Regions from separate parts of the Ovis canadensis genome. Here region 1 is linked to region 2. Evidence: chromatin contacts called from public Hi-C data. All regions are on one chromosome and are shown on one strand. The core of a region is the stretch at or near the end of the contact, and the rest is flanking DNA. Distances in the headings are between cores, read along the strand shown.

Region 1 (3,700 bases), core at 303-2,802, 60 kb after region 2:
CTTGTTGTGACTCAGCTGGTGGTCTGGCAGCCACTGATGGGTAGGCAGGCTCAGGGGGCTGTTTGGATCACATGCTTTTCCTTCAGGGGTTTCCCTGGTGGCTCAGAGGTGAAGAATCCACCTGCAATGCAAGAGATGCAGGTTTGATGCCTGGATCTGGAAGATTCCCTGGAGGACATGGTAATCCACTCCAGTATTTTTGCTGGGAGAATCCCATGGACAGAGGAGTCAGGTGGGCTGTGGTCCATGGGGTCACAAAGAGTCAGACGTGACTGAAGCAACTAAGTAGGCATGCTCTTCCTTAAACCCTCTGAACACAAGGCTCCCTCTTTCACCCATCTTTTGGGCTAACTCCTATTGGCCTCTCAGGTCACTTGGCAGCTTCCTCCTGGAAGCCTTCCAAGATCTCCCAATCTGGGTTATTCTTTTATGTTTCCCAACACCCTTGGCTTTGTCCCTCTCTGGGTGTTTCAGCAACTGTCTCTAGAATCTGAATGTCAGCTCCTAAAGGACAGGAGGTGCCTTGTTCACCTCTGTGCCCCCAGAATTTAGCTCAGGGACTGTCACAGCTCAGTAAATATTTGGTGAATGAATTAAATACGTCAGTTCAGTTCAGTCGCTCAGTCGTGTTCGACTCTGCGACTCCATGAACCACAGCATGCCAGGCCTCCCTGCCCATCACCAACTCCCAGAGTTCACCCAAACCCATGTCCATCGAGCTGGTAATGCCATCCAAACATCTCATCCTCTGTGGTCCCCTTCTCCTCCTGCCCTCAATCTTTCCCAGCATCAGGGTCTTTTCCAATGAGTCAGCTCTTCGCATCAGGTGGCCAAAGTATTGGAGTTTCAGCTTCAACATCAGTCTTTCCAATGAACACCCAGGACTGATCTCCTTTAGGATGGACTGGATGGATTTCCTTGCGTCCAAGGGATTCTCAAGAGTCTTCTCCAACACCACAGTTCAAAAGCATCAATTCTTCGGTGCTCAGCTTTCTTCATAGTCCACCTCTTCCTTTATAGTCCAACATGACCACTGGAAAAATAGCCTTGACTCTTGGATATTTAGTCCCTTCCTGGCTTGTCAAAGAGCACCTGATCCCAAACTGGATCTTCTGCTTTTCCCTTCCCCTCTTCAAGCCTTACCAGCCACAGTATGCCCTAAAGTTGGCAAATCTAGGGTCTGAACTCTGTCCCTTGAGGCTGGTGGATTCCATCGTCCCTTCCACCCCTTCCCCTGACTTCTCCATGCCACAGTGGACTACATCGGGTTTCCCTTCTTTTCTAAACCACATCTGCTCTCGAAGCACGCTACCCTGGGACTGGTGTTGAGTCCCCGATGGTCTGGCAGCCGTCAGTACCCTATCCTCCAGCCGGACGTGCTACAGGTTCTGGGGGGTGGCAGAGAGGGGGCCCTCCCGCGGAGCCGCTGCCAGGCGTTCTCCAACGGGAGGGGACCGAACTTCTGCGTTCAGGGCGCGCAGTGTACACCCTGTTCACATTCCTAAGCAGACCGGAATGCGGACGCGGGACAAGCCAAGGGCCGCATTCCTCGGGTTGGGCGGGAGCACGGCCCGGGCCCCGCCCCGCCAGCCCCGGCCCCGCCCCCAGGCCCTGCCTGCTGGACCCTGGACCACAGCCTGAGAGGGCGTCCCCTGGCGGTGCCGGCGGCCAGAGGCGGGACCCGCGGCTCTGCCCTCTATTCCGGGCCCCCTGCCCGTCCTCCCCGCCTCCTCCCGGGTTCTCTGGGCCTGAACCCAGCCCGCCCTTTGGATCTTAGAATCCCCTCCTTTATCTTCCCCGGGAAGCTGCCTGCTTCCGGAAACTGATTAGGACTCCAAAGCGCTTATTGGTTTTTGTTATGTGCTGCCAGTCAAATCAGAAAAAAAGGAATGGCTCCCCAGGCCTTCACAAAATCCTAACTCCAGGGTGGCTTCCTCTCCTGGCTTCCCATCCTGTCCCCAGGGAGCCCGTCTTGACCTGCCTCTGATGGGTGCCTCTGTGGGAATTTCCCACCCTCGTGCGCGGTCTCCTCCCAGCTGGCCCAGCTGGCACCATCAGGGCCAGAGACCAAGATGAATGGCCTCGCCCCTGCCGAGTCACCTCCCACTGCTCCACTGAGGGCTTGGGGAAAGAAAATGTGGCCCTAAGTCGAAAGCTGTGAGAAAATGGGCCTGAGTCTGTAGGTCTGTACCTTGGCCTCTACTGGAAAAAGCACCACTGCCTCAGAGGAAGGATCCCTGGGAGCCGAGGCCCCAAGAAAGTGGAAAGCCACTGGGCTGAGGGTTTCCACGATGGTGTAGAAACACAACACACACACAAACTGCACTAACCTCAAAACACCACTGAAACAGGTTAGCAAAAAAGGGCTTGTACCCAGAACCAGGACTGGGCTATACATGTTTAAGTCACCCTCCAGGGTCTTGAAGAAGAGGAGCTGTTTACTCACTCCTTCGTGAGGGGACAGGCAGCTTGTTTCCCCAGATACCTGGTCAATGGAATGGTGGACACTGCCAGGAAGGCGTGGGCTCACACCCTACTTTCTCAGCTTGTTGCAGGTATCCTTCCTAGTGGGAAAGAAGCTGTGCCCTCACGTTGCTTGCATATGGAAATTTGCATGTTTATCAGCCCATTACCGGTTAGGCACTCACCCTGTGGTTAAAGTGACATCTGAGCAGCCAGTAATGAAAGAAAGCATGCCTGGAACTTGCATTGCTCACCGTCAGAGAGGGTTGTGAATGTTGCCAGGAAAGATGGGAAAGCAGAAACCAAACTCTCATTGGCCAACACCTCAGCTGTAAGAAAGGGCAGGGCAGCAGGGGCACTGGATTGGAGCTTGGCCTTGATTGCTAGCTTACCTTGACCTTGAGAGCTGGCTTACCTTGCTCAGTTGTTTTCTCAGCCTCTCAAGGGAGGAAAACACTGTGGTCCCTTTGTCCCTGGCCAGGAGGGAGGCCCAGAGTGGTAGACAAGGTGGCTGGTGGCCCTGCAGCTCTGGTTTGAGATGGCAGCCCTAGCTCCAGGTCTGCCTCTTCCCCCGACACAGAAAATGGACATTCCAGCCTGTCACAACACCCCAGTGGTTCCTTGAATGGCAGTGCCAGAGCTCTGTCTCGGTGGAGTGTGAGGAGCTTGAAGTATTCATGAAGGACGCAGAAGAAGACCCAGTGATGAGTCTATTCACTTCACACACTGACTCAGGACCTACCCCAGGAGACTTACCGTCCACTGGGGGAGAGCGATGTCAATCCGGCCAGTACAGTGCAATGTGACGAGCAGCAAGGCAGAGGAAGGCTGGGCAGAGCATGGGCAGGAGGGTCTTCTTTGTGGGAGTGGGAGGTAGAAGGGGTGGATGGTGGGGAGGTGAAGGGGTTGGAAGGAGACTCTGCCAGAAGAGGGAGCTCTAATTCTTGCCTCTACTCTAGACTCAGTATTGTGAGGCCATCATGCGTTGTGCTACATTTTGCTAAAGAATCTCCATGCACTTTGCTGATCACGTGGTTAGATCGGCCAGACTTTAAAGCTTGAGTTCTGAGGTCACTTTCTAAAGATGAGTGACTTTCTATTCCCCTCTGAACCTGTAATGGGATATGGTTTTAAGACTGAATTTGCCCCCAGAATTTTCTGCTTCCCATGGAGTTACTTGAAGCCAGCATCCCCTTCACTGATGTGTGGACCGTCATCTCACTCCCTTCCACCCTGC
Region 2 (3,618 bases), core at 436-2,935:
AACCTTAATTAAAGAATACTCTATTGCTCATCATCTGAGCCTTCAGCAAGTCATAATCTTTTTGCAATAGCAATACCAAAAATCACACATCACCATAACAAACATAATAAAAGTTGAACTATTGCTGGAATTACCCACAGACACACAGTGTGAGCAATGCTGCTGGAAAAAAATGGTATCGCAAACCTTCAATTTGTGAAAAATGCAGAATCTATGAAGTGCAATAAAACATAGCACACTAAAACAAGGTACTCTTGTGTTTGAGATACAATATTTGGCTTCCAAGTAAATCACACAAACACACACACACATTTTGGGGGAGAGTTTTATTAAAAATTAACAATGTCCCTGGCTAGTAAATAGCTCTTTGAACTTATCAAGTTTTCTAGTCCCAATCCCCTCCAGCGGATCTGGCAATTGCAACCTCCACAGTGAGGGGCGGCAGAGAAGACCTGGCTGGGGGTCAAAGTCAGCCCTGATTCTCAGGGTGGACAGGGGCCTGGGCTTTACACATAGAGGTGTTGAGAGACCCAATGTGGTCAGGGCCCAGGAATGGCACACAGAGTTGGGGAAGTGCCTGCAGGTGGGGAGGGTCTGGCACAGCAGGCTTTCTGGAGAAGGGGTTTCCACCGGTGCAGATGAACCAGCCTAGTGCCAAAGGCTGGGGAGGAAGGGTCAGAGGACAGAATTCCATCCAGAGAAGGAAGAGCAGGAGCACAACAGTGGACCTAAGAGAGGGCCCCTGGCTGACAGGGGTGTGGAGGGAAGCGAAGAAACCAAAAAAGAGAAAGAGCAGATGGAGAGAGGAGAGCTCCCAGAGTCTGCCCTGTCCACCGCAGTAACCTGGATTCTGGTGGCCGTGGAAAAGTTTTGGGAATGAGAAGCAGAGCAGCCCACAGGTTACCTGGCTTCATCACTTACTCTCTGTGTGACTCTTGGCAAGCTAATTAATCTCTCTGAGCCTTGGTTTCCTCATTTATAAGACAGGGATGATAAAAAAAAGAAAATCCCTGGCAAGATGACTGGAAGGTTGGCGGGATGACCAGGCGGTAAGCGGGTGCTGGCACCCGTAAAGGGGTGCCCCTTACTGCCTTCTTTGGGAAGAGCTGGACAGATCGCCTGGCGGCGGGTGATTCAGCTGGTAAAGTGGGTCAAATTAGCCGGAAGATTTTTCATCCCAGATTCACACTTCCTGTGGAGACAGATCCGGAAAGGGCTGGTGAAGGTGTTTGTAAACAATAAAAGTGCAATTCAAAGGTTGCCGCCAGCGACAACCAGCGAGGCTCCCGGCTGGAAGCAAGAGTCATCTCTTCGCTTGGGGCACGGTCTGGATCGGGCAGATATGGATATCTTTCCAGTCTTCTCTCACTGTACAACGCACACACACCAAGCCCCTCTCACCCCCAACCACGTCCAGCAGCAACACCCAGGGTCTCTCCCGAGGGCATGCCACGTACATTCTCGGTGTCGTCCAGCCGATGGAGCTGGAGGAGTGAGAGGAAGGCCGGGTACGGGGCTGAGGGCGGTAAGGGGCCTAGATGGATTCCAGCAGCTCCTAAGGAGAGCGGAGGTCGCTGGCCGGGGAGGGGCGCAGAGAGTCCAGGAGGCCGGGGCGGCCAGGTCCACAGCGCCGCCTTCCCGGAGGAAGGCGGGGGCGGGGAGGAGGGAGCTGGAGGAGGCGGAGAGAGGAGGAGGGCGGCGCGCTACGAGGTTATTTGTGGTTCGCTTTGATCCCGAGGGGGAACCTGAAACTCTCACATTCCTGGCATAGCAGCCGCCTCCGGCGCGGGCCGACCCTGGGGCTGCGCGCTGGGGCTAAGCCGCCAGAACGTCGGCGCCTCTGCCGAGAGCACACCTCCGCCGCCAAGCTGAGCTGAGCCGGGCCGGGCCGAGCCGTCGGATTTGACCGCTCGGAGCACTCGCTGGCCGCAGCGGTAAGCAAGGCCTCTTGGCGCTTTGGGGAGCGCACGGGGCTGCAGAGACGCGCTCCAGCCCAGCCTTTTCCGGGAGAGGGAGCAGAAGCCGAGCGGACCCTGAGTCCTCCAGGAGCGGTGCGCCTTTGCCCGCAACCGGCGGGGCAAGGGCAGCTCCGTCCTGGGGCGCCTTGCAGGTCCCCTGGGAGCTCTCGCAGGCGGCGGGGGTCCGCTGGGGCTGAAGGAGGGGACAGCCCGTGGGCAGATAGGAGTGTGTGTCTGGGAGCACGGATCTGGGAAGGAGGCGCCGCTTGGAGCTCAAGTTGCAGGGCCCGGGGGCTAATTTGGTTCGGGGGTGGGGGTTACAGGTGTCTTTCCTCCCTAACTAGCCCAAGAATTCCTCTTTGTCTTCCTTGGAAAATCCTCTCCGGAGCCACGGTCTGGCTCTCACTTAGAAAGAATGCAGCCTGCCGTCCAGCCCGGTGACGTCAGCGCTGGGGCATTTGGAAAACAAAGAGGGCTCGGGAGGGAGGGGGGAGGCGGATCCACGACGCTTAAAGACCTCTCCGGACCGCGGCTACCGTCGTCCGCTCCAGGCGCTGCGGCAGCCGCAGGGTGCTCATGGTCAGCCAGGAGTCCGGGTAGGGCGGGATCCCTGGCTGGGGTGCGATCTGACTTAAAGACCCTCGCTTTGGTTCCTTGGGCCACAGTGAGCCAAGGTAAAGGCCGGAGTTGTGTGGTTGCTTCGAAGCGGGTGTTTCAGAGAGCCCAGCGCGCTAGCGCAGCAGGGGTGCACGATCCGGGTCGCGGGCGCGGATTTTAGTAACAGCTTAGCTGTGTCCATCTGAGAGATCTGACTGAGACAAACAAGGAATGAAAGGCGCGGGAAGTGCTCCCTGCTCCCAGGCACACTGTTGGGGGAGGAGGAGGGCTGGAATCTGTCCGGAAAACTGCATTCCCCGGTCCTCGGCTGGAGTCAGCCCAGACAGTGTTTAACTTAGGAAATGCCCCGTGGATGAAACGCTAGGGCGAATTGATTCCTGTTTGTTTTGCCTCGGGTAACTCTAGAGTCTTGCATCTTCTGTGTGTGTGCGCGCGCGCCCCGTATATGTGTGTGCCCCCTGTGTGTATATGTGTGTGTGGGGGGGGGAGGGGGTGGGATAGGGGGGATGATGTGGTCCCGGGGAAGTCTGAACACCGAGATGTCCTCTAGACCTATCTCTCCCCAGTTCTGGGCAGCTGGGAGGAGGGAGTGGGTTGGGAATGGCTGCTCTGCCAGCCAGCCAAGCCCTAACTGGAGCCGGGCATTGGGGCTAGCTCTGTGGCAAAGGAGGGGCCACATTCCTCCCACTGTCCTCCTATATACACAGGACCTGTGGAGGTGTGGGTTTTGTTTGGTCTTCCCTGAATCCCAGTTTGGAGGTTTGTGTTGGAGAAGGCTGGGGAAAGGAATCCAGGTGAGGCGGGCAGCCTTCCAGGCCATGGGCCACTGGGAGCACAGACTCAGAAGGGAACACCTTCCTCAGGAGACAATCTCCCTGCAGAGTCACCAGCCCCGGGTGCCCGCAGCTCCCACACTCCTTCAGTCAACTCAAGCAGTCTTACCCATGTAGAGATGCTGAGTGCCCATCCCCTCGTACCTAGAGGACCAGCAGGCGCTTCCAAGGAGCAAGTGTGTGTGTGGCTGGGGTGGTGATCATAAAAT

The links. Hi-C and Micro-C count contacts between places; a contact is called where the count stands out from the background.
Region 1: a Hi-C map of lung shows a contact between it and region 2, with 4 times the contacts expected there. The contact joins the enhancer-like site here to the promoter of AMOTL2 in region 2. A contact is called at or near these places in 2 of 2 Hi-C or Micro-C datasets (fibroblasts and lung).

Annotation. Positions count from the first base shown.
Region 1 is chr1:258,140,314-258,144,013 of ARS-UI_OviCan_v2, forward strand. No RefSeq gene overlaps it. Among named protein-coding and RNA genes, the nearest start is that of AMOTL2, 60 kb to the left of the region's middle. Within about 2 kb of position 1,553, the one cell type or tissue checked has open chromatin away from gene starts, as enhancers often do. A contact at or near this core is called in fibroblasts, where this site is marked.
Region 2 is chr1:258,080,551-258,084,168 of ARS-UI_OviCan_v2, forward strand. AMOTL2 (angiomotin like 2) reads left to right here and starts at 1,686. Exons shown (of 10, transcript XM_069581067.1): 1 at 1,686-1,934.